Linked DNA regions of Mus musculus: regions 1, 3, 4, 5, 6 and 7 are each linked to region 2. Evidence: chromatin contacts called from public HiCAR-type and promoter capture Hi-C data. All regions are on one chromosome and are shown on one strand. The core of a region is the stretch at or near the end of the contact, and the rest is flanking DNA. Distances in the headings are between cores, read along the strand shown. Region 1 holds the start of Ptpn21 (protein tyrosine phosphatase, non-receptor type 21). Region 2 holds the start of Psmc1 (protease (prosome, macropain) 26S subunit, ATPase 1). Region 3 holds the start of Galc (galactosylceramidase). Region 4 holds the start of Ndufb1 (NADH:ubiquinone oxidoreductase subunit B1). Region 5 overlaps Eml5 (echinoderm microtubule associated protein like 5). Region 6 holds the start of Ttc8 (tetratricopeptide repeat domain 8). Region 7 holds the start of Eml5 (echinoderm microtubule associated protein like 5).

Evidence for each region. Promoter capture Hi-C pulls out the DNA fragments that hold promoters and counts their contacts. HiCAR-type assays count read pairs that join an accessible place to other places. Capture Hi-C pulls out chosen DNA fragments and counts their contacts.
Region 1: a contact with region 2 is called in a HiCAR-type map of astrocytes, with 7 times the contacts expected there. The contact joins the promoter of Ptpn21 here to the promoter of Psmc1 in region 2. A contact is called at or near these places in 7 of 39 promoter capture datasets (the 3T3-L1 cell line, cranial neural crest, embryonic stem cells and 4 more), 17 of 484 Hi-C or Micro-C datasets (the Ba/F3 cell line, CD4 T cells, LSK cells and 12 more), 8 of 115 datasets of contacts at active chromatin or transcription factors (astrocytes, embryonic forebrain, embryonic stem cells and 4 more) and 3 of 9 other capture datasets (adipose tissue, embryonic stem cells and liver).
Region 3: a promoter capture Hi-C map of liver shows a contact between it and region 2, with 4 times the contacts expected there. The contact joins the promoter of Galc here to the promoter of Psmc1 in region 2. A contact is called at or near these places in 4 of 39 promoter capture datasets (the 3T3-L1 cell line, erythroid cells and hippocampal neurons), 1 of 484 Hi-C or Micro-C datasets (the G1E-ER4 cell line) and 1 of 9 other capture datasets (liver).
Region 4: a contact with region 2 is called in a promoter capture Hi-C map of erythroid cells, with 6 times the contacts expected there. The contact joins the promoter of Ndufb1 here to the promoter of Psmc1 in region 2. A contact is called at or near these places in 2 of 39 promoter capture datasets (erythroid cells and liver).
Region 5: a HiCAR-type map of astrocytes shows a contact between it and region 2, with 4 times the contacts expected there. The contact joins the enhancer-like site here to the promoter of Psmc1 in region 2. A contact is called at or near these places in 9 of 39 promoter capture datasets (the 3T3-L1 cell line, the HPC-7 cell line, embryonic stem cells and 4 more) and 2 of 115 datasets of contacts at active chromatin or transcription factors (astrocytes and large pre-B cells).
Region 6: a HiCAR-type map of astrocytes shows a contact between it and region 2, with 6 times the contacts expected there. The contact joins the promoter of Ttc8 here to the promoter of Psmc1 in region 2. A contact is called at or near these places in 3 of 39 promoter capture datasets (the 3T3-L1 cell line, hippocampal neurons and pre-B cells), 2 of 484 Hi-C or Micro-C datasets (B cells and muscle stem cells), 2 of 115 datasets of contacts at active chromatin or transcription factors (astrocytes and stem cell-derived neural progenitor cells) and 2 of 9 other capture datasets (adipose tissue and liver).
Region 7: a promoter capture Hi-C map of embryonic stem cells shows a contact between it and region 2, with 6 times the contacts expected there. The contact joins the promoter of Eml5 here to the promoter of Psmc1 in region 2. A contact is called at or near these places in 6 of 39 promoter capture datasets (embryonic stem cells, frontonasal cranial neural crest, hippocampal neurons and 3 more), 7 of 484 Hi-C or Micro-C datasets (B cells, CD4 T cells, cerebral cortex and 4 more), 8 of 115 datasets of contacts at active chromatin or transcription factors (T-cell acute lymphoblastic leukemia, embryonic brain, embryonic stem cells and 4 more) and 1 of 9 other capture datasets (adipose tissue).

The regions. Positions count from the first base shown.
Region 1 is chr12:98,735,443-98,739,137 of GRCm38.p6, reverse strand. Ptpn21 (protein tyrosine phosphatase, non-receptor type 21) reads left to right here and starts at 1,733. Exons shown (of 19, transcript NM_001146199.1): 1 at 1,733-1,773.
Region 2 is chr12:100,108,914-100,112,516 of GRCm38.p6, reverse strand. It overlaps Psmc1 (protease (prosome, macropain) 26S subunit, ATPase 1), which reads right to left and starts at 2,315. Exons shown (of 11, transcript NM_008947.3): 1 at 2,306-2,315; 2 at 133-186. The coding sequence starts at 2,308.
Region 3 is chr12:98,257,517-98,261,198 of GRCm38.p6, reverse strand. It overlaps Galc (galactosylceramidase), which reads left to right and starts at 1,740. Exons shown (of 17, transcript NM_008079.4): 1 at 1,740-2,064. The coding sequence starts at 1,870.
Region 4 is chr12:101,973,674-101,977,278 of GRCm38.p6, reverse strand. It overlaps Ndufb1 (NADH:ubiquinone oxidoreductase subunit B1), which reads left to right and starts at 1,541. Exons shown (of 3, transcript NM_001378525.1): 1 at 1,541-1,619. Cpsf2 (cleavage and polyadenylation specific factor 2) reads right to left here and starts at 1,305. Exons shown (of 15, transcript NM_016856.3): 1 at 1,145-1,305.
Region 5 is chr12:98,794,061-98,797,515 of GRCm38.p6, reverse strand. It overlaps Eml5 (echinoderm microtubule associated protein like 5), which reads left to right. Exons shown (of 44, transcript NM_001081191.1): 37 at 895-1,009; 38 at 2,897-3,085; 39 at 3,230-3,402. Among named protein-coding and RNA genes, the nearest start is that of Gm35463, 6.7 kb to the left of the region's middle. Within about 2 kb of position 1,590, at least 10 of the 459 cell types and tissues checked have an H3K27ac peak or open chromatin away from gene starts, as enhancers often do. A contact at or near this core is called in astrocytes, where this site is marked.
Region 6 is chr12:98,918,756-98,922,276 of GRCm38.p6, reverse strand. It overlaps Ttc8 (tetratricopeptide repeat domain 8), which reads right to left and starts at 1,703. Exons shown (of 14, transcript NM_029553.4): 1 at 1,494-1,703. The coding sequence starts at 1,607.
Region 7 is chr12:98,899,635-98,903,260 of GRCm38.p6, reverse strand. It overlaps Eml5 (echinoderm microtubule associated protein like 5), which reads left to right and starts at 1,777. Exons shown (of 44, transcript NM_001081191.1): 1 at 1,777-2,429. The coding sequence starts at 2,233.

The DNA of each region.
Region 1 (3,695 bases), core at 484-2,983, 1.4 Mb after region 2:
GTGTATGACGTGCCACTTTCTGGGCAATAAGATGTAGACATGTGCACTGTGCACGTATGTGCATAATAGTCTGTATCTCTCTAAGAATACATAGGAATCAAATAGCTCTCTCCAGAAAAGCTGGGTGTCTGGCAGGCAGAGTGGGAAGACTTTCACTTAACAATCATGTTGTAAATGTTGGGGTTAAGCCATATAAATCGCCTCACCCCCTTTTGTAGGAAATATTCACCAGTAACTTATGCCTAATAATGTGTCCTCATGCCTTGCCATGGGGATGTTTCTGCCAAATTCACATGACTGAGGGAAACAGAGCTTAAGTGCATGGTTGGTAAATGACATCTGTAGACTGTGAAGAAGTTCAACTTGGTTGTCTAAAGCACCACTTGGGTTTTAGGATCATTTTCTATTTTTAAATTTCTTTCATTTTCTTCCCGATTCAATTAACACGTTTTTATTTAGTGCCTACTGTCTGCCCAGAACTGCCCTCGGAATTCTAAGAGGTATAAATGAAGCCTCTACGAAACAATTTATAATATTCCTGCCAAGTGCGGCAGCCACGGCGTGGCTAGAACTTTTTTTTAATCTTGGAAGTAGAGCCCTAAATTGAGTCGGAGAGGCGTGGAGGGTTGACATAAATGGAAAGGGGTCTGGTGGCGCTGCCCCCTCTTTGTTGGGGACAGTGGGCATGCTGGAGAGAAGGTAATTAGAGTGGCCAAGGACGCACTCTAGACCACACATAGAGGTCTAGTAGCTGAACTTCACCTTGGGCGAACACTGGGAAGGACTGACAAACCCGAGGGAGAGTAACCATGGGAGTAGTGCGAAGAGGAAGAACTCTGAGGAGATGAAGCCAGGTGCTCGCGGTGTGGTTTAGCAAGAATACAGTATAATAATAAGCACTGGAGTCCCGCTGAGGGCAGCTCCTCTCAGTTCTCTCTGAGCTACTTCCATGGTTACTCCTTGGCAGTAGTCCTTCCCAGTGGTTCTCCAAGGTAAAGCTAAGCTATTACACATAAAGGGGAGATCTAGAGTGGCTTCCCTGGGCTTCCTTATTTCTAGAACTCTTATCCCTCTGCTCCCTAGTGGATTCTGGGGAGCAGCACCTCCAGCCTGCTGCCCATTTGGGTCAGCTTTCCACTTCTCTCCAAGTTCAGAGTTCCTACAGAGGAGCAGTGTGTGCTTGATGGGAGGAGCAGGCACTTAAAGCGGGTAGGGTAGGGGGCGTGTAGAAAGTCTTGAACTGTCTTCAGCAATGTTCAAGAGTACTCCAACAACCCCAGTTTCTTTACAGACCACCACCTAATAATGCAACCAAGCCCTTTCTACCTGGACTCAAAATAACCTCCTCTTCACCTCCCTTTTTTCTTCTTCTTCAAAGCTCTGCTTTATTTGGAAACTTAAAATAACTGGTCACACGGTTAAAAACAGCAGCGGCGCGCCCCCTCCCCGGTGGCCGGCCGCAGCTGTCCGGCCTCCCCCGCGCCCTGCCGCCCGCATTCCAACTCTCTGAGGTCACGCGCCGCCGCCTCCCCGGATCCGCGCGCCCGGCCCTAGGGGAGGGACGCGGGCCCCGCAGCTCCGGCCCCGGCCCCCGAGCTCCCCCAGAGAGTGCCGCCGCGGCCCGGCCAGTGCGGGCAAGGCGTGCGGTCGGCGCGCGGGCCTGGGGCGCGGGCGACCGAGCAGCAGAGGCTGCGGCGGCTGCGAAGGCGCGGAGCCCAGGGAGGCGGGACGCAGAGCCGGAGCGCGGCCCCGACCCGGCGGGAGCCGGAGCAGGTGAGGCGCGGGGGACTCGGGCAGGGGCGTAACAAAGAGCGAAGTCTTCCCTTGCTCGCTCTGATCTCCTAGTCATTTCTAAAAAGAGTCTGGAACTTCTATTCCGGACTCCTCCGCGGATAGTTGAGGCTTAGTTCTGGATCGGGGTTTGAAATCTTGGGCATATTTGTGACTCTCGGAATATGTGGAGTATGAAGGTTGCCGTATAACTTTGGCAACAAGGGGCATAAAGGAAAGTCTGTTTGGCAACTCCTTGTTTCGGTTTTGGAGCAAAGCGTCTTTACTCCTGGAGGAAGAATTCTTGGATCTGCAAATTCCGACTTGTGATTTCTGTAAACCCTGTTTAGATTGGCTGCTCTGAGCATGCTTGTCCTATCCCCAGCCGCCGCGGCCGAGAAAGCCTTATGATTATAAAGAATGTTAGTAAAAACCTTCTGAATCTTTATGAGCTCCAAGGAACCACTGCAGTATGTCTAATAGTTACTGACCCATGTTTTCTTTTCTCTTTCTTTTTAAGTTTTGGACAAGACAACAGTTCCACACTGGAAATAGTTGTTTTGTTTGTAGGCCATTTGGTTATATGCACAAATGTTCTGTGAGAAACAGGATTGATTTAAGGCACTAAGATATAGGCGTTCTAAAAATGTTAGGCTCTCTTTTTTAGTGAATATTTAACGTTAAAGGAATAGTGGCAAAGTTCCATGAACATGTGGTGACTGACTTGAGGTGTGACTCGAGTTAAAGTCTCTGGTGAGACTCAGAGTTAAAGTAAATTTGAGAAACCTCTAGAAGGGGGTATGGCTAAGAAAAATGAGAAATGGACTCGCTAACAGTGCAGAGCATCTTCTGTAAACCCGTGAAGCAGGATTTAAATATGCATCTTTTCTTATTCTATAATGGGATGATTTTATAGAGAAATTAGCCTGATTTTCTCTTTTAAAGGCTATATATAGTCTATTTCATTTAGTAGTTGGCACCTATACCAACCCTCTCCAGAGTATCTTAAGTTTCTACCTCTTGGCTGTAATATTGAAACATAAGTTATGGCATCATCAAGATATATTAATCAAACATAAAATTTTAAGTTACTAAGCAGTTTTTCCACAGTAGGTTTTATATGAATAATCAAGAAACCAGACATTCTTAGGAGAAGATGCATAGAAATTTAACAATCAAATGATAACAGTTGCCCAAATAAAAAGAGAAAACATTGGTTTTTCCTCCTCCCCAGTGCTGTAAAACATTCCAAATCTCAGCGACAACTGGAAATTTGAGTTTGTCTATTCAGAACTTAATAATTAAGCTATATAGTGTAGTATACTGTGTTAAGGGCATAGTTCCATCTTTAGAGTGGAGACACTAGCACATTTGACAGTATATAAATCAGATGTCTTCCCTTTGGACGCATGAAACTTTTAAAAATATACGTTAATGTTTTAGTTGCCACAATTTGAAGACTGAAATCTACAACTTATGAGATAATACTTTGCACACTACACTTTCGTTGTTGTTTAGGTTTAGAGAAGCACAATTAGTGTATCTCCTAGGTAAAAGCTTGTTTAACTTTTTAAAAGTATTTTCATTTTCTTGATTTTTTTTTTCATTTTTGCTCCATTGTTCATACTCTGGAAACAGCAAAGAATATTGAAAAATATTGCAGACAGAGACTTTATCTTATTATAGCACACACACACACCCGCCCGCCTCCAATTCCGTCTATGGAATAGTGCTTTTACCCAAGTAAGGCAGTCAGCAGTTACTAACATACTGCTGTAGGTTCCCCTTTTGTTCCCTGGCCTTCTTCAACCCCAAGTTTTTAAAACTTGTCTTTCTGGAAAGAAGGGGGAGCTCTCACTAGAGAGCTCCAAAGAGCCAAACAAACAAAAATTTTAGGAACCTTGACCATGTCCCTACTAGTGATA
Region 2 (3,603 bases), core at 1,066-3,565:
GGTTATGCATCTGTATACAAGGTTACCAAGATCACTACATCACTTTGCTTCTTAAAGGTTGTGGTACCATACAGAACTCGCCGAGACCTAAGGCAGTTTCTATGGCCCGATCAGATCTTGCTTGGTATTTACCTTGTCATCCTTCTTGCCACCCCCAGGACCATGGCCACCACTCTGGCTTTGACCCTGAAAGATAAAAAAAGACAAAACACACATAAATTCAGAATACTATCACTTCACTGGTACTTTGGCTCTAAAACACAAGCACCCCCACCCCCACCCACTGTAATGTGTGGAAAATGAGTACCTGGGCTCCCAGGTATGCACTTACTGTGTAGACATTACTTGCCTCTTAGAACCAAGAGCCATGCGACAATGAGGAGCCAGTAAGAAAGCTGGCAGCCAGAGAGCACCCCTCTCAACCGGGAGGTTCAGACTTGCCACCCTCTAATGTCAGTTACCTCCCCGACTGTGAAAAGAGACTCGCCACGCATGGTCATTTACTCTCTCCAGAGATCCACAGGACCCAGAAGACTTTCAGCAGCAACCTACCAAGCTCCTATCCTGACAGCCTGGGACCCAGACAAGACTTCCTTCCCGATCTGAAAAGCTGTCATCTTAAAACGCATGAAAAGCTCATCGGGATTTCTGACTTTAAAACAATGCTTAACACTGGGCGATGCCTTAAATGGTGGTCCTTTAAATTCCTGTGCAAAGATATGTGGTTTAGTGTACGTGTGGGTCTGTGCCCGCATGCCGGGGCACTCGAGAGGAAGCCAGAGGGCGACTTCCAGGGATTCTTTCCTTCTGCCTTGTGGGTCCTGGAGTCAACTCAAGCTGCCAGGCTTCATGTCGAGTGCCATCCCATCTGCCCAACAGTGGAGCTTGAAACAGGAGTAACAGTGGACTCACTGATTCACCACCCTAGGGAAGCACCTCTCACTACAACACTGGTGGCTTCAGTACCAGGACAAAACCACCTCAGAAATGATGCCAAGCATAAAGCACATTCGACCACACGCAAGGCTCGGACCTACTCAGAGCTGGAGTTACAGACCATTCTGGAGCCTGCTGGCATGCATGGGTGCCGGGAACCAAACGTGGGTTCTCTCAAAGTGCAGCAGGTGTTCTTTACCCCTGAGCCGCTTGATTCTCAAAGCCCCCTTGATACACAGGCAGATAAAAGGACCAAGGTCCAGGGAGGTTAACGGCCCTGTATATTGTCACAAAGCTTGTTAGACAGAAATCACACTAAGTTCTGCTGTCTCTCAAACCCAGAGGGTTTCTCAACTGCTCTAGAAAAGAAAGGATTTGTGCCCCACCAATGGTCACTGGCTGTATTTCTGTTTCCTCATTAAAATGGGGACATTAATAATAATCTTCGGGGTTGTTCTAAGAAGTAAGAACAACTCTGGGGAAATGCCTGGCGCATGTTCGGGATACTTTTTGTTTGTTTGTTTGTTTGTTTGCTTTTCCGAGACAGGGTTTCTCTGTGTAACTTTGGCTGTGCTGGGACTCACTCTGTAGACCAGGATGACCTCGAACTCAGAAATCCACCTGCCTCTGCCTCTCGAGTGCTGGGATTAAAGTCGTGCGCCACCACCGCCCGGCTTGGGATACTTTTCAAAGTCATCACCGGTCCTTTGTGTGCTCTGGCCTTCACCTACATTCAGATGCATTGGCCTGGCAGCTCATGATTCGGGCGGACTTCAGGGTTGCCTCCTTTTGCATTTCCTGACCCTCTGCCCTGCCCGGGCTTCGCTCAGCTATCAGTACAGATTACTCCCTTACAACCTTAATTTAGGCCTCGATTTAGATTTCACATCCACGAAGGGTCCTTCGCTGATACCCTAACAAAACCAGCCACCTTCTTACAACACAGCTACGTAACGATCTGGCCCGGTCCTGTTCCCTGACATATTTATTGTCTCCCTGCTCTAGAACGGAAGCGCCATCATCAACCGTGCTCGCCCGGTAACCTCCGTGCCTACATCTGAATCCGGCTCAACCAACCAAACCGGAGAGCGCTGAGCCGTCTGCGGAGAAACACTACGCTGGCTCTGCGGCTCAGCCGCTGTCCCCAGCGTCGGCCGGGCTGTCCCACTCGGCTTCAGCCCTTCAGCGCCTGCCTACTCGAGCGGTTCACAGCCCGGTCTCTCCCTGGGCGCCGTGCATCCTGCCCGCGTCCGCCAGGGAGTGAGATCCGCTCCGACCCGCGATGAACCCGAGCGTCACATCGCCTCGTCCTCCCGCCTTGGGGCGCATGGATGTTTGAGACGACCAGCCGAAACCCTTAGTCACTCACCATCTTCCTTCAGTCCTCCAAATCGCCACCGCCGGAAGTGCATCCACCAAAGCGACCCGGACAGAACGGAAGTAACTTTAAAAAAAAAAAAAAAAAACAGGCTACGGAAGCCTATCGGGACCAACTTCCTCACGGGCGAAGTTGAGCACGAAGGGCTTATTTCGGCGGTTTGGTACAAGGATTGGTTAAACATGTGGGCACTTAAAATAGTTTACTCGAGGGAATTCTAAGTAGCTGATCTTGGGCTTTTGTCAGTAACTTAAGACAATGATCTTGGACGTTGGAGACTTGGGGAAAATATGAAAATTTTAGAAATTTAAAAGGATGCAAAATTATAATTGGGAAGAAGTATTTATGTCAGGCAGGAATGGCGCTTGGGACTGAGAAGTTGATGTGTACACAGCATTTATGATCTTCTTTAGTTTCTGAACTTTGTAGCTCTCTTGAAAATAGTTCTTTGCCGAAAGAGATCTAAATGTGTGCTTTTTTTTTTTTTCTTCCCTCTGATGACAAGGGACTGATGATGGTGGCTAATACTGTGTTAAAATTACCCTTGAGGCGCTGGAGAGAGGGCTCAGCAGTGAAGAGCAGGGGACCCACATGGCAACTAACAACCATTCAGGGCACCTGTAAGCACGTGATGTGCAAACTCATACATGTAAACATAAACAAAGTAATTAAAAATTAAAAAAAAAAAAAAGACAGGACACTGAATGTGGAGAGAGTCCAAGTATCACTGAGGAGGGACACAAACTGGGGCTTGGGGCCCCAGGCAGGTGTTACACATTGTTATTAATTAGTGTTATTAATGTTAACGATAAATTCTTTAGCTTGTCCATGTAAGTACTCTTTGTGTTCCTATTCCTAAGTAAGAGTTTGAGGGATAGGAAATCTGACTCCCTAATTAACAGCTACTTTGAACAAAAGAACTGGTTAGTCAAACAGCCCGAAGGACCTGGCTATTTTGAGTACTCCACAGACACACTGAGAACTATACACAATCCCAGTTGATGGCCTTAGCCGTTCCCAACACCTTGTATCAGACCTTTTGCTATCATTCAATGAATTTCAGAAGACCCTGCCATCATTTCTACCTAGCCCAGGTGGGGCTATTTCCCCTGATGGTCCAGCAGACAGAAACTGTGTGTTGTAAGGTGAAGGTTAAAGGGACAAGGTGACTGGTGCCAACACAAACCTTCATCAATACCCACGTGTGCTATGGTTATCTGAATCTTTATCTTGCTATATATACAGGCTGCTCCAAGCTTGCTGGGTGAGTTGGCTGGAGGACACTCCAT
Region 3 (3,682 bases), core at 491-2,990, 1.9 Mb after region 2:
CTTTCTGTCTTTAAGTTCTTTAGCACATAGTACAATTGTTACAGCACCGAGTAAAAGTACTGAAGACAGTAGTCTTGAAACACAGATTTAGGTTTGTCTTTAAGGGGGAGCACAACTTATTCCAAAGATAGTTATGCAAAGCCTATGATCTCTTAAGCCCCAGGGCCTGTCCTGTGTCTTCTCCTTGCCACTCTGGTGTCTCAGGGGCTTGGGTGGGAAACTCAGCTTATTGTATGCTTTCTACTAAAGGGGGAGAGAGAGAGAGAGAGAGAGAGAGAGAGAGAGAGAGAGAGAGAGAGAGATTGATTTCTACAAAATTAGGGGAATCTAAATTCTCAGGACAGTTCACTTTCCTATCACATCAGTCTTACTGACAGTGGAAGGTAGCTTATGATTGTTTCGAGGAAGCATAATTTCACCTTTGTCATCCTTGGGTCCTAAGAATTAAACTGCTGTGACAGACTAGATGGATGAAGCACATAAATTTAAGTTACAGGGCACAGGGGCATACCCTAAGAAATTGAAGACTCCCCCCCCCAAACAAACAAACAAACAAACAGTTAATGATAAACATGCTGAATCTGATCAGGAGCAATTTAGGTTGTAAAATGTGCCAGGCAGAGAGGCAGAGAGGCAGAGAGGCAGGCAGAGAGACAGAGAGAGAGGCAGAGAGGCAGAGAGGCAGAGAGGCAGGCAGAGAGGCAGAGAGGCAGAGAGGCAGAGGCAGAGAGGCAGAGAGGCAGAGAGGCAGAGGCAGGCAGAACTCTCTGAGTTCAAGGTGAGACTGGTAGATGGAACAAGTTCTAAGAACACAAGCTGCCAGCAGGCACGTCCAACCTTTTCTTATCCTGACACTATGTTGTCCGCTATAGACTTCACACTTGAGGTCTGCACAGTTGACTATTTTAATCATAAAAAGTCACAGAATGTCTTGAGTTAAGTTTATGTACAATTTTGGGGTAGGGTGCTTTCATAGCAATCATCTGCTCCATGTGGTCTCAGGCACAGGTTGGATGCACCTGCCAGGGTATTTAACTGGGTAGAGAAGTGAATAGGAAGGCAAGGGTTACTGTAACAGGAGTTGGCAAACATTACCACTTCCTCTATGTAAGTCAGGGCATCTTTCATAAGTGATTTTCATAGTCATTTTTTATTCAAGAAACAGAATAAAGGTCCGAGTATTCTGAACCTATTGTATTTTTTAGGTCTCGCAATTCAAATTACTATATAGCAACATTTTGGACGAGTAATCATATTAACTCTTTTAAGGCTAAAAGACCTGGATATAGCAGACTACTCAATCGAACAAACTTTGTCAGCTAGCATTTGCTAAGTGTATATAAGTGCACAATTATGACTTCCCGAGTGCCTATTATCTTACTTTTATCTTATCCGGAGTTCCCTGACTTGCTGTTCTGGTCTCACGGTGGTTTAGAAAAATTCAGGGTCCTCAAGCCAAGCGACTCAACCAAGGTGACCGCTTAACTGGGGGCGCTTAAAGCCAGGTCCTCATTGCTGTTTCCTACTGGGAATGCTCGGCTAGAGTAGGACCACTCAAAGCCCTCTTTTGACCGTTGTTGACCATTCACTTCCCGTTTTCTAAGATGATCCATCAGGTGAGGTAGGAAGAGTGGTCACTAAGTAATTACACGCAGAGACCGGTCCCGCCTCTTTGACACAGAAGTGACAAGGCAAAGCTCGCTCAACCAGCCCCCCACCCCGCCCCCCCAGCTCAACACAACAGCGGCTGCGCGGACAGCCCGCAGCCCTCACTTAAGATGGCGAAAGCTTCCTCAGCCGCCCGCTCTTCTTCCTCAGGGAGGCGATCGGGCCCGCCTCCCCGGGCGCCACAGTCGCGTGACCCGCACAATGGCTAACAGCCAACCTAAGGCTTCCCAGCAACGCCAAGCAAAAGTCATGACCGCCGCCGCGGGCTCGGCGAGCCGTGTTGCGGTGCCCTTATTGTTGTGTGCGCTGCTAGTGCCCGGTGGCGCCTACGTGCTAGACGACTCCGACGGGCTGGGCCGGGAGTTCGATGGCATCGGCGCAGTCAGCGGCGGCGGGGTGAGCGCGGGCTGGCGGGAGGCAGGAGTGCGGTGCGGCGCAGGGACCGCAGGGACCGCAGGGACCGCCGGGGCCGCCCCCTCCCACAAGCCCCCGCGGCGTTGCCGGGCGAGCGCACGCCGCTTCCCCGCGCGCCGGGGTGAGATGAACCCGGGCTGGCGGTTAGATTGCAATGGGGAGCCAGGCGTCTCGAGGGGACAGGCGTCTGCTGCAGTCAAGTGGCCCGGGCTCGAGGGAGCCCTCGTTCTGGATCGCCGGCCAGGGCTGTCCTTGCCGCGCTGGAAGGGTCGCCTCCGGAAAAAGCCAGAGAGGGACTGCGAAGCCTCAGCGAGATGCTTTGGGGAGGGGGGGGGGTGGGTTCTCTTCCTTCCCAGGGAGTTAGTTGGTGGAGCCGTGAGTCAGAAGACATAGGCAGGGTTTGGGGACCCTTCTTGAACAGTGATTAGCACCCCGTCCCTCCCTGTAAGACCTCTTGGACTCTTTAGAGTTGTGTAAAGCCTGAAGCGATCTGGGATATTGTTTTAAAAGAGGGCCACCTTCATCCACTAACAGAAACTGTGGCGTGTCTGTGTTGGAACGAGGGAATGCTGGCTCTGTTAGGGCACATAAGAATCATTAGGTGCATTGGTTAAAATTTAAGTTGTCTTCCTCTCCCATTCTGACTTTGTTAATAAACACCAGCTAATTCTCAAAAGATGAGGTCTTGAGAGTGATTTCTTGTTGACTCAAAGATCTCAGGACTGGGAAGTGGGTTTGCTTTTAAATTGAAATCTTAAGAGTAGTTTTAGATCTACCGAAAAGCTAGGAGTGCAGTAAAAAGTTCTATACCCCAGTGTGTGTGTGTGTAATAATGAACTAATCTATTCTCAGTTTATTTAAATTTAAAATAGCCAATATTTCTTATACAACCTTAACGTCTCCTTTTGGTATCTTTGTGATAGTAAATCTAAGTGTAAAGGCTTTTTTAAAAAAATGAGATTTCCAGTTTTGCTTAATTTACTCAACTTTTAATTATTAAAATAATTTCATAACCTGGTGTGATGTAGTAAGCCTTAGTGTGTGTGTGTGTGTGTGTGTGTTGGGAATGTTTGTACATGTGAGTACTGGTGCTTACAGAGGCCAGAAGCACGTGAGTTGCCATCTCTCCAGCCTCCAGAGCAGGTAAATCTATTAAATAGTCAGTTAGTAATGTCTCTATACTATGTTATGTATTAGTCAGTTTAGGAAAATAGTAAATGAAGATGGATGACCATTTTATTTACACACCAGTTTAAACTTGTGTGTGTACAACATGTTACCTAGCACAGTTGTAGCAGCACTTAGATTGCCCTCTCTTGACTTTCACATATTTAGGGAAAGCATTTTGCTTCAGTGGTTGGCATGTGGGCTTCCGAGGTTGCTGGAATCATTCTGGCACAGGACACTCACCTCCTGGTTTTGACAAGTTAGTTCATTTTCCTTTGCTTAAGTTTCTCTTCTGAGGGAACAAAGCAGCTGGGGGTGGGCGGGTGGTAGCATTGTGAGGACAGGTGTGATTAGCCAATTATGGTTCTTGTTCCCTCTTAAGGGTTATGGAGGGGGAAGTTGTTTTAAGATTTCACGGTGGGATGTTGGTAAA
Region 4 (3,605 bases), core at 292-2,791, 1.9 Mb before region 2:
CAACCACTCTTCCAGTTTTTGATTTGTTAAAAATCTCCCCAACAGTGCTCAGCCTTCTCAAGTTTTTAATCCCTCTTCTGCACCCAGGAATAACTTTGTTCTCCCAGGCTTAGCAAATTCCTCTTGATCTGGCTCAGGTGCAAGCTTTTCATTGTCCCCAGGTAAAGCTTCATTACTTAGCACAAAGGAGGCAGGAGGAGTGTTTGCCAAGGGATGATGATTGTGTCCAAAAGCGATCATCTTTGCATCTCCCAAACCAAGCACAGTGCTCGAAGCAATAGAAATAAATGTGCTGAACGCACTGAACCCACCATATCGGGAATTCCCCCAGGGCAGTGACTTCGACTACCTCTGCTTCATCTCGAATATATACCAGATACTTGCTTTCTCAAGAATGATCGTTCACGCTGAGGTCAACTAATGAGAAATACGCAAAGACGGATCTGGACTAGTCCTGGGGCTCACAGTGGGAGAAGTCTCTCTTTAATCGTTCAGGTAAAGAAAGGCTTTGAAAGGGGCAAAGGAATCGTAAAATTAAAGGGTAGAAAAGTAGGCATAGATGATGCTTAAGTTCTCCTTGTCACAGGGGCCAGAGTACTGGGGCTGGATATGGCCTGACTTCTGGTTTCCTGAAAAGTACGTAAGCAAGGAAACTAGGAATGGGATCTTGGGAAACGTGGTGATTGTGGTAGCGCCGAGAGAAGTTAATTCTATCAAGGCGTGGCATGAGCCTCTCAAGGGTCTTTGGAATTAAGGAGCTACGAAGGCACCTGCTGGCCTCGTGTTCTCTGAGCCCAAGATGGGAAAGGCAGAGATGGGGAGGCTTGGGGAGTACGGCGGTACAAGGGGAAAGAGCCCAGGCTGGACGCGGATTAACTTTTAGCTCCAGCTGATGAAAGCTCAGAGGAACTAGACAGGAGGGAGGGCAAGGAGGAAGCATAGGCGCGCCCCAACACCCCGAGGTTTCAGCCCGGGGAAAAGTCACTTCTCTTCCCCCTTGCGGAACGCTTGTTCCAGGAACCACGGAGACTGTCACAACCGAAACCGCGGGAGCGCGTCCGGGCGACACCGGGCCGACGCGGGAACCCATCCCCTTGAGGGCCTCCTCCCAACCCGAAGGCTCCTTTCCGTCTCCCGTCCTCACCTGCCAGGCCAATCTCCCCCCGGCACCGTCCGCCGCCCTTCCCAACCCCTAGTGGAACGCAGGTCGGAGAGCGAGCAGAGCTAGCGCGCGCTCAGCGGCGGAGAGCAGCCGGCAGGAGCCCCTGTGTGGTGGCCGCCATCTTGGGCCTGAGCAGAGCGGCTGAGGCGGGGACGACCCGGGCGACACCATCTGTAGGGGTGGTGACGAACCGGGTCAGGGAAGAGGACAGCGCAAAAGCTCGCAAACCTTGTCAGCCTGGATCCACGTCTTATTCAAAACGTGTCGCGATCATTCACAGCTTAAGATGTACGGGATTCGCGCGTGAGAAGGGAGAGAGAAGCGCCGGTTTGCCGACGCCACCCCCTCTCATCAGGGCTGGCGCGGCGAGTGGCAGCTCCTTAGGTCACGGCTTCCGCCGGCGCCAGTGGCCTAGCTCCCTGCGGCTGTCCTTGGTCGCCTTGTCACCAGGCTGAAGGTGGGTCTGGGGACCCCGGCGCCACCCGTGGTGGTGATGCGGGCGGGAGGGTTCTGGGGAACGCTCGCATGGAGGGGAAACAGGGTCGCCTTCGGTGACCCCTGCGCGCTGCCCGCCCCACGCCTTTTACAAAGACTGCTCTGGGGACGATCTGATGGCCTGGCTCTCGGGGGACTCGGAAGGGTTCTCAAGGATCCGACTCTTGAGCCCACAATAGGGAATGCAGCTCCTATCCAGAAGCGGGGCGCGGTCGCCCAGGCGTCTGTCTCCTCGTCCAACTCTCCTGATTGTGAAACCCGCACGTAGCCATTTGCCTTTTAAAAACAAGGCTTTCTGCTTGGTTTCCAGTCCGTGTTATGATCTCAACGGTTTCGGTTTTGCTCCATCCATTCCATATCTTAGGTGACACTTTGTAATAATTATAAAGAACTGTGGGGTCCAGTCCAACACAAGGTATTATCTCTTAAAAAGTCTACATGTGCCTGCAGTGGTGGTGGCGCATGCCTTTAATCCCAGCACTTGGAAAGCAGAGGCAGGTGGATTTCTGAGTTCAAGGCCAGGCTGGTCTACAGAGTGAGTTCCAGGGCAGCCAGGGCTTTAAAGAGAACCCCTGTCTTGAAAAACAAAACAACAAAAAAAGTCTACATGTTTCCAGCATGAATCCAGATAGAAGACTCAGCAAAATAAGACTCACAGCAGTGTCTGTTATTCTTGAAAAGGGAAAGAAACTTTAATCCCAGCACTTGGAAAGCAGAGGCAGGTGGTATTTAAGGGAAATACCTTGTGTTAGAGAAAAATATTAAGAAATATGTGGGATGTGGGGTTAGTTGTTTTTTGTTTTTAAAAAGTCTCACACACACACACATGGAGAGAGAGAGAGAGAGAGAGAGAGAGAGAGAGAGAGAGAGAGAGAGAGGCTCTGCAAAGAAGAAAAGAGAGGAGGAGTTATTTAACTGTTTACCTCCGTACACAGGAGAGAGAGTAGAACAAAAGAGCTTAAGCCTGATCAGGATACAGATTGTCTGGGGACTATGCTAATCCTGACTCTTTACCCTATACTTAAAGCAAGTTACTTTGCCACAACTAAATTTGGATTTCTTCATCTGAAAAAAAAAAAAAGCCCCAATCTTGAGACATGGTTACTTAAATCTGCAGTCTGTGGTGAGGAGTATATGAATTAGCTATGACGCAGAAACGCCTCGTCCATGTGGCCTACATCTGTAACTCCAACTACTTTTGAGGATGAGGCAGAGGGATAGTAAGCCAGAGCTTCACAGTAAGACTGTCTCAAAAAACAAATACAAAACAAACAAACAAAAGATTCAGTTCTTGTTAAAAGCTTGCCCAAAAAAAAAAAAAAAATTGGATCACTTTAATATTAAAAAAATAAATGACCAAGCCGGGCATGGTGGCACACGCCTTTAATCCCAGCACTCGGGAGGCAGAGGCAGGCGGATTTCTGAGTTCGAGGCCAGCCTGGTCTACAAAGTGAGTTCCAGGACAGCCAGGGCTATACAGAGAAATCCTGTCTCGAAAAACCAAAAAATAAAATTAAAAAAATAAAATAAAATAAAAATAAATGACAAGACAGAGTGTGTGGCTCTGATACGGTGTGTGCTTTTCAAAGCCAAGGCTGCTTCCCTCCTTCTCTCACCCCCTTCTGTCTGCCTCCCCCCCCCTCTTTTTCTTGACACAGTTTCTCTGTGTAGCCCAGGCTGGCCTTGAACTCAGAGATCCTCCTGCTTCTGCCTTCTTAGTGCACCACCACTGCCCAGCCTCCCAATTCTTTTTTTAAAAATACCACAGTACCAGGCAGTGGTGCACAGGGGAGGCAGAAGCAAGCAGATTCCTGTGAGATCCAGGACAGCCAGGGCTACAAAGAAACACTCTTGAAAAGCAAAGCAATAATGCTATATTTTATTTCTGAAATAAAAACAAAATTCTTCTTATGGCCCCACATGCAGAAAGGCACCTAGAGCTAGAGAG
Region 5 (3,455 bases), core at 341-2,840, 1.3 Mb after region 2:
AGATAAAATCCATTTGCTACCAGTGTAGTCACCTGCAGAGTAGAAATGACACAGCAACTGAAGGGCAGTCTCTCCTGCAGGTTGGAGCCCAGTTCTCTACTGAGCAGGAGTTATGGGAAGGTGTTTTCTCCAACTACAGCAAACAAACTGAATTATTTTTCAGTTCTTTCGAGAGAAACTCCATAAGTCGCTCTACTTCACCCTTTCTATAGTACTCGAAAGCCAAGTGTCTCCCACTGCACACTGCCTCATTCCGCACCTCCACTCACTGCCAGCTACACTGTCTCAGCAGTGGATCTTAGTGATTGTAGAAGTGTGATGTCCTTTTGGCCCTTAAAGGTAAAATCCGTGGCACTGCATCTATAATCCTCTTTTTGCTTTATATTTTAGTTATCTTTCTAATGTTAAAAATGGTTTGGTTTGTTTTTTTGTTTTTTTTTTTTAATGGTTTTGTTGGGCTGGTATGATAGCTTAGCATTCCTGGGGATGAGTTCAATCCCCAGGTAAAGAGGTAGAAGGGGCAACAGATTCCAGAGTCGTCCTCTGACCTCCATCATCACCCCGTGGTATGTACACATACACACAATTATTTAAAAAATGTGGATTTTCTTAGTGGAGAGCTATAATGAAAAGTGCATTGTGATGAATCATGGACTAAATACAATTATGCTTGTGTCAGAAGAAAATTTTATTTCACAAAATAAAATTAACTGAACTGAGTATATGTATCTTGATTGAAATACAGTATGTATCCGTAAATTTCCTGAAAATTTAGAATACTGGAAGTTATAAATAAGGTATTTAAAATACTCCTGACAACTAAGTGTTTATAGTGAAAATTATTGTAGTGGTCAATTATAAATACTTACTTGGGTTTTGTTTTTATATACCTAGGTCAAAGGAAGGAGGCGCAGTTAAACTGTGGGATCAGGAACTGAGGCGATGCCGGGCCTTCAGGCTTGAGACAGGACAAGTCACAGATTGTGTTCGGTCTGTGTGCAGAGGCAAAGTAAGGTGTTCCTTGAGCCAGTGAGATGCAGCAGAAACTAGAGAGCAGCTGTGATCCCCGCGCTTTGCTTAATAAGCAGTACTTAATGATACATAGTGGTGCTGTTATTTGCTGTTCACTAACACAGAAAACTTGTATCTAAACACTACTTAAACCTCTGTATTGTCTTGAATCTGCTGGTTGAACTATGGTAAGATAGGATTGACAATCCTCACTATTGACTATTTCTTCACTTGACATCCTGACTTTTCCCCATCCCTCCTCTCCTGCCAGGTCCTCCTTTACAAATCCTTTCCCTCAGTGCCTGCTCCGCTTTTCCTCAGAAAAGGGAAAGCCCCTTTGGGTACCCTGGACATACAACTGCCCTAGGTCTAAGCACATCCTCCTCTACTGAGGCCCAACAAAATAGTCCACTTAGGACAAGGGGATTCAATGGCAGGCATCTGAGTTAGACAGCCTTCTGTTTTGTTTTTTGGTTTTTATTACTCGCTTTTAATTAGAGCAGCTCTTTCCATGTAGCTCCAGCAACAGCAGATTTCCATGGTGCTACTGGCTTACTCTGAGGAATTCCTCCCTTAGAGATCCCCATTCATGTGTGAGCAGGAGCTTGAGGTGCAATGCAGGAAATGTCTGGTTGTGAGCTATGGTCCTCTGTAAGAGCGGCAACTGCTCTAAAGTGCTCAAACATCTCTCTAGCAGCTTAAGCAGCTTTAAAATTTAAAATTTAAAGGTTTTAAAATGATGTAGTTTACTTATCCTGCATTTAAAAATAGACCTTTTTATTAATATTGTAAGGTGGCTTGTGAGAGGCACTGTTTGTATCAATGGGTGAGGGATGGATACTGACGAGATTAAACTCCAAGAGAACCCACTTTGGTCTTGCCTTAGCTTCCTGGGTGGATTAAAGATGTGCACTCTTACTCAACTCAGCTGTTGTACACGCTTGAGTTCAGTTGTCTCACAGAAAAGGATTATTGTTGTTTAAAAAGTCTTAGTAGCTGGGCACCACCTTGAATCCCAGCACTCAGGAGGCTGAGGCAGAGGCAGGCAGATCTCTGAGTTTGATGCCAGCCTGAGCTACAGAGTGAGTTCCAGGACAGCCAGGGGAACAGAGAAACCCTGTCTCAACCTCTCCCCACCTCAAATAAAAATAAATATAAATAAAGACAGGGGGAGGGGAGGGGAAGAGAGGAGAGGAGGAGAGAAGTCTTTCTGATGAATTGGGGCAGAGGTTTGTTTTGTTTTTAAGTGCATCCAATTCTTGATTTGCAGTTAGGGGAAAAAAGAAATCAGATGCCCTAGGATTTTTCCTCTTTCAGTGTCCCTTAATTTCCCCTATTCTGCTTCCCTTAAAAGCAACAAAACCTCATACATCTCTGTAAAGAGTGTCATGCACTTGCACTGCAGGTCTATAAATCGCATGCATGTGCTGTCCTGTCTGTATACTTAAAGCCTCGTTAGGTTTACTTTAAAATTTCTACTATTGAGACAAGTCCTTGCTGTGTAGTCCACGCTGGCCTGGAATTTGCAGTTATCCCTCCTCAGCCTCCGGGTGTTGGTATTACGGGTGTACGGCACCACACCTAGCATTCACTAACTTAAAGATGAATTCCAGTTCTTTCTCCCTGTGTGTCAATGCACTTATTTTCCAATCTGGAGGTCCTAAAGTTATCATAGTCAAAGCCAAAACTCTGCGACTGAAGCGTGGAAGGGCATCATTATAGTCTCTAGCACTGACTCTCCCATGTAGTAGCCCAGCGATGTTGCAGTTGTGTGGCCCTAGGAATAGAAATGTTCGTATGAACTAATGCTCGCTTTACAACTATATTAGCTCAAAGCATGTAACTATTGTATCGCATTAAGTATATTGGTCCTTTTGTATTTCAGGGCAAGATACTAGTTGGGACAAGGAATTCGGAAATAATTGAAGTTGGAGAGAAAAATGCAGCATGTAACATTTTAGTTAATGGCCATGTGGATGGGCCAATCTGGGGACTCGCAACACATCCCTCCAGGGACTTCTTCCTTTCTGCTGCTGAAGATGGGACAGTGAGACTCTGGGACATTGCTGATAAAGTAGGTACAAACGCTTTAATGAGAGGTTATAGTTTTTAAGAAGTGGAAATACTCAACTGCTAGCTTTAACTTGGTATTATTTGGAGGTGTGGGGAAATTGATTTCGTTTGTAATTGTTTCCTGTGACTCTTGCTTCTTATGCAGAAGATGCTAAACAAAGTGAATTTGGGACACGCTGCTCGGACAGTGTGTTATAGCCCCGAAGGGGACATGGTGGCTATTGGAATGAAAAATGGAGAATTTATTATATTACTTGTGAGTTCTCTAAAAATATGGGGAAAGAAGAGAGACAGGCGATGTGCAATCCATGATATCAGGTTAGTCAACAGATGGAATAGATTTTCCAGTTCATTTTTACAGCGACCACTAT
Region 6 (3,521 bases), core at 454-2,953, 1.2 Mb after region 2:
TTTAATGAGGAAGCGTCCAGTAAGCAACTCTTGGGAATCCTGTGCTGGGGAAACCATCCCAACTCAATGAAAACAACACATAATGTTCTTGAGAACCACTGAGCCTAGAACAATGTCTGGTACATCCAAAGGTCTTAACAAACTTCCCTTGTAACAATGGTAAAGAGATTTTATACTGCCTTGTTCCAAAGCATGCTGGATTGTGCTGGAAATGTCTTTAGCAGCCTTTGTAGGACCAATGTACCAAGCAACGCTCTTGGGGGGAAAAAAATCTCCATCTACACACTCACAGTCCTTTACTGAGCATGAATAATAACAACACTTCTAGAATCACCACCAATACAGTTTGTTCTGCCGGACGCCTATGACCATTTATTTGAGCATCCTTCATCCATTCGCTCAGAGAGCAGCAGAGTCCAGGAACAACCTTCACACTCAGGCTTTTCTAGCTTTCCCTTTCTTTCCTAACAACTCCAAGGCAACACCACTAGAGGGAAAGCAAGAAAACCAGGGTCTGAATAGGTACAATACACTGTGCATGTACCTAAAAGCACTGCCAAACTGGCACAACTCTACTCTTAGGCTCCTGTTTTTCTTCTCGCCTCTTCCAGGGGCTATTTATTCAATGATAATGTTCGTGATACCTCCCCCATTCATTATTGACCTTTGCATTCATTATACACAATAATGCTGTATTTATTAAGTTCCCTTTTGCCCGATCCCCTTTAAAGACAGGTTCTCCTTTAGCTCACCAGGCTGGCCTTGAACTCTCTACCTAGCTGAGCATGGCTTTGAACTACTGATCCCCTTGCTGTACAGGAGTATACCTTCATGTTGAACTGTTATATGTCCTTCTAACCAAGGCTATCAGGTCTTCTTCTGTCTTATATTTCCCTCCTACAAGAAAAGTTTCTCTTGCCCAGGTAGTTTCTTTAAAAATAAATATATCCTTCCCTCATCTACATTCTCATTCTTCTATCTTGCCTCCAGTTGAATTCATGACTCAGAAACAAAAGTTCCTTCACACTTGGACAGAGGTCTAAAAATGCGGTAGATCGCGTGCTTCACTATCTGGACCAAAAGACAGCTGTGTTTAAAGGCGGCTGCATCTCAAGTCTTTGTTCACATATATATTTTCCTTTTTAGAAATCAACCAAGTTAGGAGTGTGACCAGTGAATGACCAATGAACTATCAAAGCCCCTCACAAACTTAACAGAGTCCCTTTAAATATAACTAATTCTGAAAAAGGTGTGCTGAAGTTTATAGCAGGAGCTGTCAAAGCACAGGACTCAGGATTCCCAGGGGATGCAAAAGGCAGGGACCTACTGTCCAGGATTCCAAAGAGTCTCGCTCCAGGTGCCTTTGCGGATTACACAGGCAACTTCTTCTTGGGCCCTCCTCCCGGGCCTCCCTCAGGGGACAGAGGGATCCCGCCCTGAGCCCATGGCCTCAGCAAAGAGGATCCACAGACTGCCTGGGGCCGGCCAGGTACCTGATCATAAGGGGATTTCTCCAGCATCTGCGTGCATAGATCGGCGCAGAGCTGGAACTTCCTGCGTCTAAAATAGCTCCAGGCCCGGAGCAGTGGCTCCATCTCTGAGCCCATGGTGGTCCGGGACAACCCTCAAGGAACCCAGAGGCCCTGTACCCAGAGCCCGGCCCGGGGAGGGCGGGGTTCGGGAGCAGCGAGCGGGAGGCGTCTGGCTTTGCTGAGCAACGCGCAACGGCGGGGCCTGGCTAAGGAGGTGTCCGCAGCGCGCCTGAAAACAGGGGACGGGAAAGCCTCTGAGAGCCGACCTCAGCCAGAGAGTTTGCAAAGAATTGCTGGCAAAAAAGTGTTCTTTTAATGACAATAGATTGCATTAACTTTGAAAAGCCACCAAGCCTTTAAAAGAAACAGGTAGTGACTTAGACACCTCGGACAGGGTCCTCCGTGCTAACGAGAGATGCAGTTGCCTAGCAACCATCCGGTTGCTTACCCTGTAAGTGCCAAAAAAAAAAAAAAAAAAAGCCCACCTAAATTGACCCGGGTTGTGTCTCCTGTCTCACTACGCCCCACTTCGCGCATTCCTACTGCTGTCATATTTCTGACTCTAGAAACATAAATGCGGAAACAGTTTCTCCTGTGCCCTAAATCCAAAACCTCTACAGTATTTTTCCGTCTCACGGCAGTGTTCAAATTGCAAGGGATTTGAGAGCTTGCTTAGTCCAATACACTCATTTTACAGATGAGAAGATGAGATAGGCTCCAAAAAGAGAAATTATTTGCTTCACTTGTTTGGAGTTAAGGAGGCGAGACTATAATTTACAGATTGAGGGCATTTCTTCCAAAGTAGATAATGTATGGAAAGGGAGATTTGTTGTTGCTGTATTGTTTTGGTTTTCCTTTGGTTTGGGTTGTTTTCTTTGGTTTCAAGATCTTGCCATGCAGCCTAGGCTAATCTGCAGTGCAGCCTCCCTAGTGCCAGTGCATACAGGTATTTGACACCAGATACAACAAATAAACTTTTGAAACCCCGTTTATGGGCACGTGTCGTCTGTCAAATGTTTTCATGTGTGCAGTGAGTTTTGGTTTTGTTTGCTTTTATTCTTTCCCTGCAGAAGACCGAGTCCAGGGTTTTGGCACGCGCTAGATAAAGATTCTATTGTTGAAATCACTGAGCTAAATCCCCAGCCCAGAGTGGTTCTGACTGATTGAACCACTGCCCGACTTTCCTCTACACATTTACAAAGATGACAAATATCTAACAGCAAGAGCCCATAATGCAGAAATGAGGCTGGGGTGAGTCTGGGGGTGGCTTCTTAGACCATCCTCCTGCCTCCTTCCTACCATGACGGAAGACAGAAGAAAATATCTGAATAGTGAAGAGTTTTCTGACGGTGTCTACACTTTCTCTCACAGATAACAATCAATAAACACAGACCTTTTGCAGTTTCCTGAAACCACTAGAGAATCACAATGCAAACATTATATTTAACCCAGGTAGCTTTTGCAGATTTCAACCCGACGTCTACATTTCAGAACAAAGGAATGGATTGTGAATATTTCTAGTCTCATTTTCTAAGCAATCCTTCTAGAATTTTTGCATCTTGGAAGTGACTAATTATGAAGATTATAAGTTTTATAGTGATGATTAATACTGGTCCATCTGTGTTTCCCTAGAAGGGACTCTAGAGATGGAATTTGTGAGAAGGTCCCAGTGAGGTAGTCTGTGTGAAGGTCATGGTTTCAGGAAGGCATACATGTTGGTCATGGACAGCTTCAGTACTTCACAGGGGCCTTTTATTTTATTTTATTTTTTTATTTTTAATATAAAAGACTCCTGTGTAAATGATTTTCAACCCTTATACCCCACACTGACTGTGGAATGACCAGTTCTACCTCAGCTTCTAGACCATTGTGGTTAAAGGTATGGACCGCCACAGTACATATATCTTTGAAGTTTCTAAGGTTGTTTTTATTTTATGTGTATGAGTGCTTTGCTTGCATGTATGTCTGTCCACCGTGTTTGTGACGAGT
Region 7 (3,626 bases), core at 528-3,027, 1.2 Mb after region 2:
TTGTAATATACATGGTTCTCAGGGGTCAAACTACAGTTGTCAGATATGGGGACAAGCTCTTTTACCTACTGAACCATTTTGCTAGCCCAGTCTTCCGCTGAACCTGGGCCTCAGTCGTTTTAGCTGGGCTTTACGGTTAGTGAACCGCCATGATACACCTGTCTCTGCCTCCTTAGCAGTCAGCTTTTTATGTGAGACCTGGAGATGCGAAGCTCAGTTCTTATACTTGGGCAGCAAGCACTCACCTTCTTAGCCATCAGCCCATGGCTGACCTTACATTTCTTTTATAGGCTGGAGGATACATATCTCGGTGCCAACACATGAACAGAAAACCACAAATAACTCCATTTGCTTGAATTTTAGAATACACCCCACATGTCTGAACTATGTAGCTTCAGACTGGACTAGGAGGCATCAGATTACCAAAGGATTATTGTTCTTTTACGTAAATGGTTCACCAGATGTTTACTTGTTGATCCATATCTGGGGTCTGGTTGCATGACTTTCAGAAAGCGGTAACACCTTGTCCAGGGTAAAGGCTTGACTGACTTCTCTGCCATGACCCTGCTAACAGATCGCATAGAGAACTGGTGAGATTTGCTTTCCTCTCTTTAGTATTCATGAATGGTTCACTTTCCAGCCACCGCTGTGCCTCCGTCATCTCTTTTGGTCTTAAGTTGTCATCTGAGGATGGCTTAATTAAGAATGTTTTTGCTTCAAACTCTACCCTTGGGTCATTAAAAATTGCAATGGAAAATATGATAATGGGAAAATAAATTATTTAAATCTAGTATTAATCTGAAGTTCTTAAATATGTACCATGGGATCTGTAAAACATTGTGTTGAAAAAAAAACTGTACAGAGAGAAATTCTTATTCTTCTACACCCTACCTCATAAAAATTATATGTAGCTAGTGATTAATATTTCACGATGTACGGCAACAAATATTTAATTTTTTCTAAGCATACATAGATGTTACATAGTCAACATCTCTTCCAGGAGTAGTCTACCTGATCACAATTATTTAGGCCATCTGATTTCACAATTACTTTAAAACATGCCCTTCTTCATTTTAATCAAGAGATAATTGCTGCTATCCAAAACAGCAGCTGAAAGATCTGCCAGCGGGGTGGGGGTGGGTGGTGGTGGGGTGCGTGGGGGGGGGGGGTGGGTTCGGAGTTTTGGTGGGGACAGTGATGCACATTTGTAATCTCAGCATTCAGGAGACAAAAACAGGAGGATTATGAGTTTGAGGCCTGTTGAACAACAGTAGTAACAAATCCAGGACTATTTATTAGGACAGTGTATCTAATGTGTCAAAAGCACATTTGCGAGGTTAGGTTTTCTTCTTGCCAAATTTCTGGACCAGAGAGCACCATGATAAGCAAACACACACGTATATGTAAGGTATGGAGGAGGCGATTAAAGAATAAAGTGAACATTCTATTCTGGTGTTATTCATTGGCATATGAAATAGCTGAGGTCTAAGGGCAAGCGGGATTCCCCAGAGATTCCTGAGCAAGCAAACCCAGCAACAGGAATCCAAATCTGGGTGGGGTAATCCAGGTCTCGCGAGGGTGGGAACGGGTGCTTAGATCTTGGTAGGGAGGACTGCGTGGGGGGGGGGGGCGGGGGGGCGGGGGGCGTTAACCACAGCCTGGTGGTGGTGAGCAGGGAGCTCTCTGATTCCGCTCTACTCCGGGAGGGGCGGGGCCACCTGAGAGGTGGGGCTAGCGCAGGGGAGGGGCGGGGCCGCGCGGCTCCGCCCTCCCGCCACTCAGCTGGGCTCGGGAGCGCGCGGCGCGGCTCCGCCGGGGCTGTGGAGGCGAGGTAGCGGCTAGACCGGAGCGCCGCAGGTGACCCGGGCGGGGAGTCCGGTGCGCGGGGCGGGCGGAGAAGAAGCGGGCTGGAGGCGCGTCCCCGTCCCCCCTCTTCGCTTGGTTGTCTTCCAGCCTAAGGCACTGGGCTGAGGGGACACGGCGAGCTCCCAGACGCGCGAGGCTCCCGGACAGCCGGCGGCGCTCGCGGCCCTCAGCATGTTCGGTGAGGCGAGGCTTTTCCTCCCGCCCGTGGGCTGAAGCGGCGGCGGCGGCTGCGGCGGCCACGCAAGCGAGATGCACCTGCCGGGCTCGGCTTAGAGGAGCGTCCGGGCCGCCAGCGGGAGAGCTTTCGTCACCCAGCCCCGGCGGCGACCGCGGGCCCGAGCCGCAGCGACGGGTGGGCGCACCGACATGGCGGCTCGGAGCGCCCCGAGCTGCCACCTGCGGCTCGAGTGGGTGTACGGCTACCGGGGCCACCAGTGCCGCAACAACCTCTACTACACGGCGGCCAAGGAGATCGTGTACTTCGTGGCGGGGGTCGGCGTGGTGTATAGTCCGCGGGAGCATCGGCAGAAGTTCTTCCGCGGCCACAGCGACGACATCATCAGGTACGGGCTCGGGGAGGCGGAGGGGTGGGGTGGGAGGGGGACCGCTGTCACCCCTGCCGAGCGCCCTCGGAGTTTGCAGCTGCCTGTCCTTCTGGAAGTCGTGGCCGTTCACGCAAAGGGGCATCACCCAGGACAGCGATGTGCATCTATCTGGTTCGGAGCCCACCCACTTACCACTCCGCTTTCCGCAGCGCCCTTTTCTAGGGGAGCGAGCCTACGGATGCTCCGCAGGCCTTCGCTTGACTGGATTTGTGACCTTTTCCGTTCCATCAACATCAGGAGTTTAGACTCCGTGATTGGTTTCTTGTTAAAAAGGAAATCTTATTTCGCTAGGGAAAGGAAACACTTGACAGAAGACTAACCCAAGCTCTGCGGTACTCAACTCTTGGCCGTAGTTATTAGTTCAGATTTCACTATCTGCAATTATCAGCAGATAGCAAAGAAACTCATGTGTTACTCGGAAGGCAATTCACTAGAGGTTAAAATTCGCACGCTGGAAGGCACTTGGAGGGTATGTCTTTTATGAGAAATAACCTTTACCACACCGATTTCCGATTCTGTTTATCTTCATCAGAGTAACCTTAAGTTTACTTTCTTATTAGTAATTTCAATCACAGGGTGACAGTATCTTGCTCTCTATTGATCTGAATCTTAACGTTGGCCGAGATGTTTGGTAAGCTGTACATATAAAGGGTAATTTTCCACATTTCAGTCGAACTCTAATGTTAAAGTTGGGAGCGTTTGAATTGATTATTGCCTCAAGCACATTTCTGTCTTCCAACAAAGCGAATGTATTACAGAAAAATTTGCAAGTGTGTTATGTTGTTGCTTCTGTGTTCTTGACCCGGGTTCTGTGAGCAGGCATATTTGTTTCTTCGTGGATGTTTCGAATTAGGCACATCAAAAATCAGTATAGTGGTTTGATGCAGCGTAAGCAAGACACTCTGGTGCTGAAACTCTACGAGATTGTTATTTTAGCTCTCTGTACATATATAAGGGGGAAGGGGACCCCAGGCAATTGGAAGGTCAGCTGGGATGGAACAAAGTAAAAGTTAACAGCATATAAGATTGCAGAGAAGGGAAGGCTTGGTGGGGGCTTATTATCATTCTCTTGTTCATTAGACACTGCAGTGAAGGTTTTCCAGATTCTAGTTTTTTGGAAAGGAATCTGACAAGCAGTTTTATTTTTCTCAATTT